2 separate regions of the Anser cygnoides genome follow, and region 1 is linked to region 2. Evidence: chromatin contacts called from public Hi-C data. All regions are on one chromosome and are shown on one strand. The core of a region is the stretch at or near the end of the contact, and the rest is flanking DNA. Distances in the headings are between cores, read along the strand shown. Region 1 overlaps LOC106031147 (P2X purinoceptor 4). Region 2 holds the start of ANAPC5 (anaphase promoting complex subunit 5).

Region 1 (5,366 bases), core at 2,090-4,589, 36 kb after region 2:
GTGTTCCCCATCCCAAAAGGATGGGCTAAACATTTGTACTTCCACGGATGAGTTTACATGCAAGCAAGCAGATACAGGAGAAAAGCCAAGAAGAGGCAAGTTTAAGACTGCAGTTAGCACCAGCCCAGTCAGGAGACTTCTAAAGCATAGGGAAGGGAGGAAGTTAGGCGGGTGGAAGGACAGATGGGGAGAAATTCAGCCACACTTGAGAATCAGCCCCTCACGACAGAGGCAAGCAGGAGGCTGCAGGAGCACAGCAGCCACAAGAGGGCAGGGCCGGGAGCAGGCAGCGAGGGAGGCAGCACAGCACAGCTCAGCTTGGCACACAGAGGCGGTTCCTTGTCCCACACAACGTGACTCGCCCGCAAATGACACGGAACAGGAATATGATCAAATAAGTGAGATTAGACTTACTCCGTCACATGGTTCACTAAGCCAGGAGGAAGCACAGAAGAGGGTAGAAGAGAACAGGAAGGATTGGTAAGGGGAGGCACCATGGTCTGCAATTAGCAAGAGCATCTTAGAGCCTGCACCAGCTGGGCCGCGATATCCTCCAGCCTGTCTGACACCCCAATACCTGCAGGCCTGGCACCTCCCAAACACAGACGTGCTCTGTCTGCACGGCAGCAGCCTCCCGCCACACCATGAAGCAATCCTCCTCCTCGGCTCCTGTTCGAGCGAGGGACTGCAGACCCGAAATCATGGCCCTGGCTGGCAGCGAATTCACATGAGTTCTACCAAAAGCGATTCCCTCTGCTAACCGAGAGCTGGTGACACCAGAACCAAGCCAAGCCCTGAACTGTTTCCTCATGAGCAGGACAGTTGCAGGGATCTTGGCAAGGTGACCAATCCACATCACAGCTCTGAGCCTGGGTGCAATCAGCTGCCCAGCTTTGCACTCGAACTGTTTTACTGGTGGTACTGAACCTACCCATACTGACCAGCACGTGTACGTGGTGGTATACACCAGAAGGATGCTCCTGGTGCAGATCTGGCCTTTGACTGACAGAGACACCTTCTAGAGGTTAGTTTTTCCCTCGCCTTGTACAGTGAAGGAGGCCCTTCAGCCTCCCACCCCCGTGCTCCCTGCCCCCTACATTTCACAGCATCAGAGAAAACCTCCAAATAAGTTTTGCAGCATCAGAGAAAGTCCAGGGACTACCTGCAACTGCCAGGGGAGCACAGGCAGCCTGCAACACTGTGCCGACGGCAGACAGAGCCACAGGGACAGCGGGGTCCCTTCCATTGCCACATTACCTGAAGTTGTACCCGGGCGAGACGGTGTGGGCAGTGTCCTTGTTGTCAAGGCGCCGGAAGGAATATTTCGGCACGCAGTGGGAAGCGGCTCTGTCAAGGTTGCAGTCCCATTTGATCTGCAGCCCCATGACTCCACCCTGCAGAGCGGAGGAGAGGAGCTGGTGAGCAGTCCAAGAGCCCGGGCAGCCTTGCACAGGGCTCTGGGCTGACCAGGACCCCGATTACTGGCCCGTGTCGCAGTCCCAGTCAGTCCTTCCCACTGCTACAGAAGAACCTTGCACATATTCCCACCCAAGGCAGCCAAGGCCAAATATTGCTAAGTAGAGTTGACTCCACTCCCTCTGGCCAGGGCAGCTCTCCGTTTTGCAGCTAATCCATGTCCCATGGCTCATGCCACCAGGCACGGGGGGACAATTACTTACTGCTCCTATCCTACACACCCGAGAGAAAGGTCTGCCAAATACCTCCACGGCCATCTCCTGGAAGTTCTGCCCTGCAGCTTCAACTATTTTCCCTAGACGAAAGATAGGGCAGAAGGGATCTGTCTGGGAGTCATAGATGCAGTTCTTGAGGTAAGTGGAGTTGATAGTGGGGAGGATATTTCGTCTATAAGGGAACAGAGAGAGAAGATCTGTTGCATCTTCCGCTTCTCCAGCTCCCCTCTACTGTCCGGGAGGCCAGGCAGCGCAATGCCTCACACACTACTTACTTGGTGAAGTTGAATTTGGGATACCAAATATTGTTCTTCACCAGAATGGTGAAGTTCTCAGCTCCTTGCAGGAACGCCGGCCTGCAAAACAATAGAAAAAGTAAATTAAGTTTCATTTATATTTTCACAAACAAGGTCTCTGTCACTGCAGTCACTTTGTCACTTTGGTGATAACCTCTTTAGCTTTTCCCAACAGTAACACATGAGGAAAAACCACTGGTTGTGGCAGAAACCAGCTGTGTACTGCTGGCCTCCTCTCAGGAGGGCCAACGCAGAGTAAGAAGACAGAGCTCTCACTTGGGTATGTGATAGTCATCCTCCACGGGGCACCATGCAAAGACTTCACAGGTCTTGATGCTGTCGTTGTAATTTACACATTTCCCAGTTTGGATGCCTGGAAAGACATGTGAATGGAGACACTCCCAAGGAAAAGTAAAGGGGCAGTATTTGCCCTGCGATGTCTCCTCACTCTGTAAGGTGAAAGCAGTCTGCTCAGAAGGGAAGTACCACTGTCTAATCCCTCGTTATCTTCCATTGCAACTTCTAGCACAATTTCAGAGAAAGAAGCATTTTCCGAGTCAAATCCTCATCTATGTATGTGAAACTGCTTCACAGACTCAAGGTCTTGAAAAAGACCTCACACTGTTTCACACTCATCAAAGCACACACCCAGCCAACATCCACCCAACACAGTTAAGCCCATCTGCTCTTCCCTGGAAGAAAAATGTGAGCTTCCTTTTCAGTTCTCTTAGGCAGGAAAGAATGAGAACAAGGAGACTCAAGTGGAATGCTGGTTCCTTCACAGGAGAGTGGGCACAGCGCAGCGATATTACAACAGAGAATGAACGCGCCCTTGCAGCAAGTTTCCTACCATTGCTGTGGGTGCTGACATATCCTGGAACACAGCTGTTGTTCTTGCCGCACTCTGTTTTATCATCTGGAAGCTGGACAGGAACAACAATTAAACAAAACTCCACAAACCCTCCCTCCCCACGCTCCTGACCACACCACGTAGGATTAAAGCAGATCCTGTACCTACCTCTGGACACTGGCCCTGGGTCTGGTTTAGTGTGAATATCACATTGGTCATGACAAACACGCTGTTCTCCTCCTGAGCATGCAAAGCAAGAAGGAAATTTAAGAGCGACAATACTATGCAAAGCATATCCAAGGCGCTGCCCCAAATGTCAAAATGTCTTTACTGACAGAGCTGAGATGGTCCCGCAGAGGGGGCTTGCTTTGGACAGTGCAGGTATAGCAATAAAGGAGCAGGATCCCACGAGTATCGCCTGATGCCACTGCCTTTGGGCAGAGGAAGGAATGTGGGACTAGCAACCCTTTCTGTCCTCCCACTTGGCCCCTCCTTTACAATATGAAAAAAAATCACAGAGCTATTCTGGGAGTTATAAGGCATGAGCAGAAATAAAAATCCAGCTGCAAGTTAGTTCACAGCTCTCCTTTTTTTTTTCAATATAACTACCAAATATTTTACCAGTCTTGGTTTGTTTCTGCAGTGAACACCACTTCCATTACTTTCAGATCTATATGAGTTGGGATCTGTTGTTTGCTCCTGCTCCATTAATATGCAAATATGATCACTCAGCCAAAAACTGGCTGAATACTCTCACTTTTTTTCTGCACCACAACCGACGCAGACAGAGTGACCCACAACTAGCAGCTTGGCCATGCCTGCCAACCCTGAAGGCCACGTACTGCCCACGCAGCGCAGATTCCTGCAGACATACCGTCAATCAGTAACTACAGCAATACCTCCTGTTCAGTTCCGGATCAGATGAGTGGCAGGCTATTCCTGGGGCTTCTGACAACAACTTATCTTTGAATTGTTTGCCTTTGAGACTAAGAGGGAGGATGTGGTTATTGCCACAACTTTTTCCTGAAGTCTGCAAAATTCTCCCTCGTATGCATATACACACACACATACACACTTTTCTTGAAACAAGATTCCTAATCTGCTTTATTTGCTATGTTCTCTTGTATAAAGGCCATGCTGAAGCAAAAGCTGCTCCAGACCTCAGTGGATTTTTGGCAGAGCAGCAGCTGTTTCTTAGAAAACCCACCCTCTGCATGTGAAAGTGATTCATACCTGAGGAGGGATGACATAGTCTGCTACATCCCAGATCCTGGCTCCCAAGGAGGACGTGTTTGTCAGCGTTACTCCTTTCACCTTTGTGGTTACAGAACTGACCACAGAGTCTGTTTCCTGGTAGCCCTTCTCCCACACAAAGACCCAGCTGCAAGATAGGGATTGCAAGAAAAAAATAAAAAAAATCAAACCACATACCACACAACAAAAAAACAGCTAAACACCAGAAATTAGCACAGGCAGTGAGAATTTCACCTTTTTTCATGTGTAACCTGAAAAGGCAGGTCCATATAGTTTCAGAGTGTTTTGCTATAAAGTCACAGGATCAGCAATCTCCCTTCTGATTTTTTTAAGTGGTTTGGCAGTGTCTCATTACTGCATAATTGTATGTACGTCCTCCCACTCCCACAGGTGAAGATCAGTTCACAAGAGGGGAAACATCACAGGGCTCTGGCATGACCTCCACTACAATCGCCACGCAAATTTCACTTCAAGTCGGTGCAGTCAGGATGGTCCTTACTGCTGTCTAGGAGGCGGTGGGTCAGGCCCTTCGGTTCTGGTCCACACCATCTATTTTTGGCTTTTTATTTAGGTATTAAATGAGAACAGGCTGAAATTTCCTTTCACCAGCTGTGTGAAGGAATGAGAAAGAGCCAGAGAGTGCGCTGCAGAAACCCCCTGCTAGTGAGAGGAGAGGAGCAAGGATGCAAGGAAGCAACTCTCAGGATGACCAGTTAGTGACTTTTCCCAACTACGTGCCTTAAATGATTACAGTTTTCAGGTTTCCACTGGCACTTACTGTAAAAGCTACACACTCACACCCTTTGCTGCCAGTGAAAGAGCCATCTTCTCAAAAAGCATTTCAGGACAACTGCAAATTAGGTTAATTTTTACAGCTTACACATATATTTCATCTATTCTCAGACTGGAGCAATTCAAACTGAGAAACCATTAAACAGAGGGGATGTTGCAGGCACACAAAACACAACCTTTGCTCCCGTGAGCAGGAAGGGCTGCCCCGGTTTTTCCCTGCTCCTAGGGATGGGGCCACACCGCGGGAGTAACTCCTGTCAGTAAAACATCGACCGGCTGCCTCCCCGGTCTCTCTTATGGCAGGCTGTCCGCCACCTGGTTGTCAGGTCTTTCCTCACAACACAACGCTCTTTGCCTCGTAAGAGCTTTTATATGTTATAAAACGCTGTGACCTGGCGACAGGTGGGATGGAAAGCCACCAACCCTTCTCCAAACTTTCTACGCCATTTACGTCCTCCTGATAAATGATTCGAAGCAGCGAAG
Region 2 (5,638 bases), core at 1,166-3,665:
CAAGAACAAAAGAGGCTGCTGCCAAAAGGAGGGATGGACAAAAGTGGCTGAAAATAGATTTTGACCACAAACGCAATTTACTCATACAAAAGGTTGCGTAGAGTCTCTAATAATTTGTGCAGGCTGGATCTATTTTTGGAGTGGGGCTCATAGAAGAACTGAGTCCAAAAAATGTATGTTACTGCCACCAGAATGTCACAGGCTTGGCAGCTCCAGCAACAAGAGTGGAGCCAGCTTCTGGATTTGCTCTGTTACCATGCTTTCGTTCAAACTCACGTTGTCTCTTCTTAGAAACGTTCATGATCCTCAAGAAGCTTTTGATAAACTATGAACTTTACACGTTTTAATAAAAAATATGGTATTAATCTTTTTTCCCAACAATAGCCTGCAATTTTAGTCAAAGCTTTTCAGAAGAGAGTAGAAAATCTCTCCTTTCTACTGTCAAACAGTGGTAGAACAAGCAGTGGCACATATCCCACGTTTCTTGTGAAAAAGATTGCTTTAGGACATGTCACTACAGTTTGTTTTTTATAAACTTTTACGTCACTTAAACTTGGTTGATTCAGAGAGTCATCCCTGCAGTACCAAAGTTTACCCAGATATTTTGTTTATGATCTCACACTAATACATGAGAGCTCCTCATGCAGTTGCTGTAAGCGGCATAACAGCTCTGTCCCACAGATGAGAAAAACTGAGCAAAACCTAGAGTTTCTCTTTTAGCTCTGGTAAGGACTTGTGACAAGAAATCCTCCCCAGCACAGATGTTTTAGGGAGCAACGTGGGCCTGACTGGGCTGAGATATGGTGACTGTGCTGACAGCTGCAGTTGCCACTCCCGCCCTAACTTGGGCAGATCTTGATGAATCATATTTGTAACATGTTATTTGAGATCAGTTTATTGTGTCTAAATTGTAACCACATAAATTGTTTTTAAGCAGGGAATTTGACTGCTAAAAAACAGTTTAAGGACAGAACCCCAGCTGCTACTGTGTGGCTGACGAGTGGCATTTGTAGAGGTTCTATTAATAAGAATCTTGCCCTCGCTGAGCCTTCTGGATTGTGCCAAAGAAGCATTAAAAGATTTAAATCTATTAATGCTAGATGTCCCATTTACTTCTGTCATGAAAGAACAAGTAATGATGACTCGCTGCAGCTCTGTAATCCCCCAAGGTTTTACACATCACAAGAGAGTGAGGTAGAGAAGTGATTCTTAATAGAAATCTTCATTTGTTTTTAATGTAACAATTTGCAACATTTTACATAAAAGTTAAAATAAAAGTTAATCTCTGGAGTTTATATTGGAATTTCAGACTGGTTACCATGTATAGTAGCAATAGTCATTATAGTAGTCACTTTTTATATCAGAGACACAATACTTCAAGATTACCTTTTGAGAAGGTTTTCAGATTACTGAGACTTGGTTCAGCAGATTTAGTGCTGCACTAAAATGCAACAGTTCCCAAATCCATGTGCCAGCTATTTCATGCTTCATAAACTCGGGTACATTACGCAGGGGCTTGAGCCTTGTTCTGGTGTGATAAAGGATGGCTTTTTCAATTGTGTAACTTAATCTTTAACTTAATACGACCAAAATAATCTCTTGCTGCCTATTTAGAGAGCTGGTTATAGGGTATTGTGAGTTCATTTAAATATACTTTAAAAGCATATTCTACACTTTATACAATATACTGTACAACACGCTGAAGGATTATCAGTGTCATTTGCATGTTGACTTTGGAGAGTCACACAGAAACGTCAGGATTTGGGCCAGAGGCATGTCACTTCCTTTTTACACCGACTTCTGCAAACGCTGACCGCAGTGTTGGGTCTCTCTTCTCCCACCGCTCTCTGGCAGGCCACTTTGCTATTTCAGTGTTTCCGCCCAAGCTGTCATGCTTTGTTTTCAGGAAATACCAGTAAATTAACTTGTATAACCTAACAGCTGTCGCTACTTCCTGCTCTTTATATTCAGATATTATAACAGATGCTCTTTATATTCAGATATTATAACTAATGAGTATTAGTTCCTTGAGATCTAGGATTATGCCAGCAGCAACTAACCACCACATCAAGTTTTTTACATGGAAATAAATCCTAGGAAATTACTCCCGGCTTGATTTGCCTCCTCCTCCTCTCACCACCTGCAGGCGTGAATCAGGAGCAAGTCAAATGAGATCCCTAGGGACAAGCAGATGTATAATAACAGCGGTTTTGGGTTCTCTCACAAGAAACGGAGCTGTTTTAATAACCGGCTGTTTTATTGGAAGCACGACACTATAGTGAGGGACCGAAAAGCGACTCCCCCCCCCCGGAACGTCTCCCCGCGGCCCCATCCCCCGGCCGGCCCCTTGGTAGCGGTGCACAGCTCCCGCTCCCGATTGGCCGCGGCCCCTCCCACGTGACGGCGGCAGCGGCGGCGATTGGCTGGGCGGGCGCGGGCGGTTGCCTCGGCGACGGGGCTGCGGGTGATGGCGGCCGGGAGCCGCCATGGCGAGCGTGCACGAGAGCCTCTACTTCAACCCGATGATGACGAACGGCGTGGTGCACGCCAACGTCTTCGGCATCAAGGACTGGGTCACCCCTTACAAGATGGCGCTGCTCGTGCTCCTCAGCGAGCTGGGCCGCGCCGGCTCGCAGCTCGGCCTGCTGGAGAGGCGGCGGCTCAACCGGCTGCTGCTGCCCCTGCTGCAGGTCGGGGCCGGGCCAGGCGGGAGGGGAAGGGGAAAGAAGGGAAAGGAAAGGGAAAAAGAAGGGAAAGGGAAGGGAAAGGGAAGGGAAAGGGGGCCCTCAGCGGCCCCTGGCATCGTGGCCTGTTCAGTTTTGGGCCCCTCACCACCAGAAGGACATCGAGGCCCTGGAGCGTGTCCACAGAAGGGCTGCGAAGCTGGTGAAGGGCCTGGGACACAAGTCCTGTGAGGAGTGGCTGGGGGAACTGGGGGTGTTTGGTCTGGAGAGAGGAGGCGCAGGGGAGACCTTATTGCTCTCTGGAACTACCTGAAAGGAAAGCATGGGGAGCTGGGGGTTGGTCACTTGTCGCAGGTAACTAGTGATAGGACTAGAGGGGATGGCCTCAAGTTGTTCCAGGGGAGGTTCGGGTTGGAAATGAGGAGACATTTCTTCTCAGAAAGAGCAGTCAGGCATTGGGATGGGTTGCCCAGGGAGGTGGCGGTGTCACTGTCCCTGGGGGTGTTCAAGGAAAGGTTGGACGTGGTGCTTAGGGACATGGCTCAGTGGGTGACATTGGTGGTAGGGTGATGGTTGGACCAGATGATCCTGAAGGCTGTTTCCAACATTAATGATTCTACGATTCAATGTTGGTCTCCTCCCCAGGGTCCCGACATGCCACTGTCGCGACTGCGCAAGGCCATCGAGGAGTCGTGCCCGCACCTGGCCAGCTCTGTGCACATCAGGTGGGCACTGGGCCCTGGCAGGTGGGGAGCTGTCCAGGGCGGGTGCTAAGCGGTGCCGCAGCCGAGCCATTCCTGAACTCTCACATCTGCCCCGCTATCTGGTGATAACCTCTCTGCCTGTGTTTATACGTCCAGTTGAAACGGCAGTATGTCCAGAGTGAAGATGTGCTTCCGCAGCTTTTCTAGTTGTCATAAACAAGTTCCGAAATGCACACAAATCAAACATTGAAGAAATCTAGTGTAATAAAGTCTCTGCGATAACAGAACACTTTTTTCAACATTAGCTAATTCAGAAAATGACAGCTTTAAAATCAGTATTTTTTTGATTCCTAAGTATTTTGTTAGAATAACAATCCCTTCTGTTTGTTCTCTTTAATACAATAGCAGCTTAAAAAGAAAATATCTTGATTATTATTTAGATTCTTATTAATATTTCACGTTTTGATTTTATTAATTTATGTAAAAACCTTCTGGACATAATGAACTAGCTGCCTCTTGGATCTGTCAGCGTTTACTCATCTATCCCTGAAATGGAGGAATATTATTTGATGTATCATATTTAAATCCTAAAAATGTATTATTTTTTTTCCCTGATTAGGTTGAAACTTATGGCAGAAGGAGAACTGAAAGATATGGAACAATTTTTTGATGACCTTTCAGATTCATTTTCTGGGACAGAGCCAGAAGTTCATAAAACAAGTGTAGTAGGTAACTAGCTATTGTCTGTAAGCTGTAGTTGATCTGACACCTGTTATTGACGGAATTCAGTCAAGATACAACTTTGTAACCAATAATTTTCCCCAGTGTGCAGTTCCTGCTGCTGCTAATTGTTCTGTGATCAGATAATCTGTGAGTTTTGCCACTGAATTAATTAGAGATTTATACTGAGCAGACCTGAATTTTATCAATTGGTAGGCTGAGATGAGACACGCTAAATTAAATAGTGCAATTTAAGCTTCTGGTTATTATAATGATTTGTAGTCTCCTCTGAATCGGGAACCTTACATAAAGGTGTCATAACACAGATGTTTTCCTTTGCAGGTCTGTTTCTGCGCCATATGATCTTGGCATACAATAAGCTTTCTTTTAGTCAGGTCTATAAACTTTACACCGCGCTTCAGCAGTATTTTCAAAATGATGAGAAAAAAAGTGGAACTGATGAGAATGATATGGAGCTGACGAATACAGAAGAACTGGAGGGGAAAATGGAGAAAGAAGAACTTGATGTACCTCTAAGGTGATACATTAATATTAAAGTCTTTCCCACTTCTGTCAGCAAATTAGTTGCATTTTAGATTGCTTCTGTACACATCAAAGTAAACTGAGGCTTTGTCCAGCTCAAGCTTCTACTCCTGTTAAACTTCTCAAAGTCCATGGACGCTCACCTGTGCCTGTCCTATCACAAATGCCGTGTTACAATCTGGGATAATTTAATTTCAATGCAAATAGAGAAGCTATCAGAACTTCAGCTGGAGTATTGAGATGTATACTCTAAATTTATGTTAGCCCACATCCAACTTAGAGCAGGATGTCACCGATTTGCCTCATGTCAGAGTTGTCTAATGCATATAGTTAGCAGAAATTTTAGGTCAAGGCCAAAACTTAAGCATACTGCCTTAAAAATTTATGAACGGTATTTTGCAAAGAAGTGACTTTCACAGTAATGTGATCTTGTTGATTTTTTGTTTTAGCTCTGTGTACAGATCGCAGAGCTTGCGCTGATCTTGCTGGTTTGCAGTTACTCAGCTTCGAACGCTTCTTGTAGTTCAGCAATACGCACCGATTTCGGTTTCTTTCCTGTAGCAGCTGCTTAGTGTTTTCTACGCAGATACCACTGAAATGTTAAAACACCGTTTTGCTGGTGGGGCAGGGGAAGAAAGGGGAAGTTCTGTCACCTTTGGATTCAGAAAGTTCTGTCTTTATATTACTGATGACGTTTAAGGCGTGTGAAGAGTTTGTATCTAGCTGTGTGTTTTTGTTTGTTTTTTTTTTTTTTTCCCCTGGAGCCTGGTGCACTCTGGCCGAGTTGGGTGGCCTCCCCGTTTCCGTGGTGCCACCCTGTGGTATCATTTGTAAATGGCAGCGGTTGTGCTCGGTCTCAGAAGATGGCGGTGCCCCATTCTCACGCTCACGCAGGGAATTGCAACCTAAAGGCCAGATGCTGCCCAGTTTCCTTCTGTACAGCCCACTGCTGAATGATTCTTCTCTGGTTACGCTAGGCTGTGATGT

Evidence for each region. Hi-C and Micro-C count contacts between places; a contact is called where the count stands out from the background.
Region 1: a Hi-C map of liver shows a contact between it and region 2, with 1.5 times the contacts expected there. The contact joins the enhancer-like site here to the promoter of ANAPC5 in region 2. A contact is called at or near these places in 2 of 7 Hi-C or Micro-C datasets (both in liver).

Annotation. Positions count from the first base shown.
Region 1 is chr17:3,160,657-3,166,022 of Taihu_goose_T2T_genome, forward strand. It overlaps LOC106031147 (P2X purinoceptor 4), which reads right to left. Exons shown (of 16, transcript XR_010825536.1): 16 at 4,089-4,218. Among named protein-coding and RNA genes, the nearest start is that of RNF34, 12 kb to the left of the region's middle. Within about 2 kb of position 3,340, at least 1 of the 3 cell types and tissues checked has open chromatin away from gene starts, as enhancers often do. A contact at or near this core is called in liver, where this site is marked.
Region 2 is chr17:3,125,279-3,130,916 of Taihu_goose_T2T_genome, forward strand. It overlaps ANAPC5 (anaphase promoting complex subunit 5), which reads left to right and starts at 2,416. Exons shown (of 17, transcript XM_048073818.2): 1 at 2,416-2,690; 2 at 3,330-3,409; 3 at 4,008-4,117; 4 at 4,451-4,646. The coding sequence starts at 2,487. The region is part of intron 1 of RNF34 (ring finger protein 34); the gene reads right to left.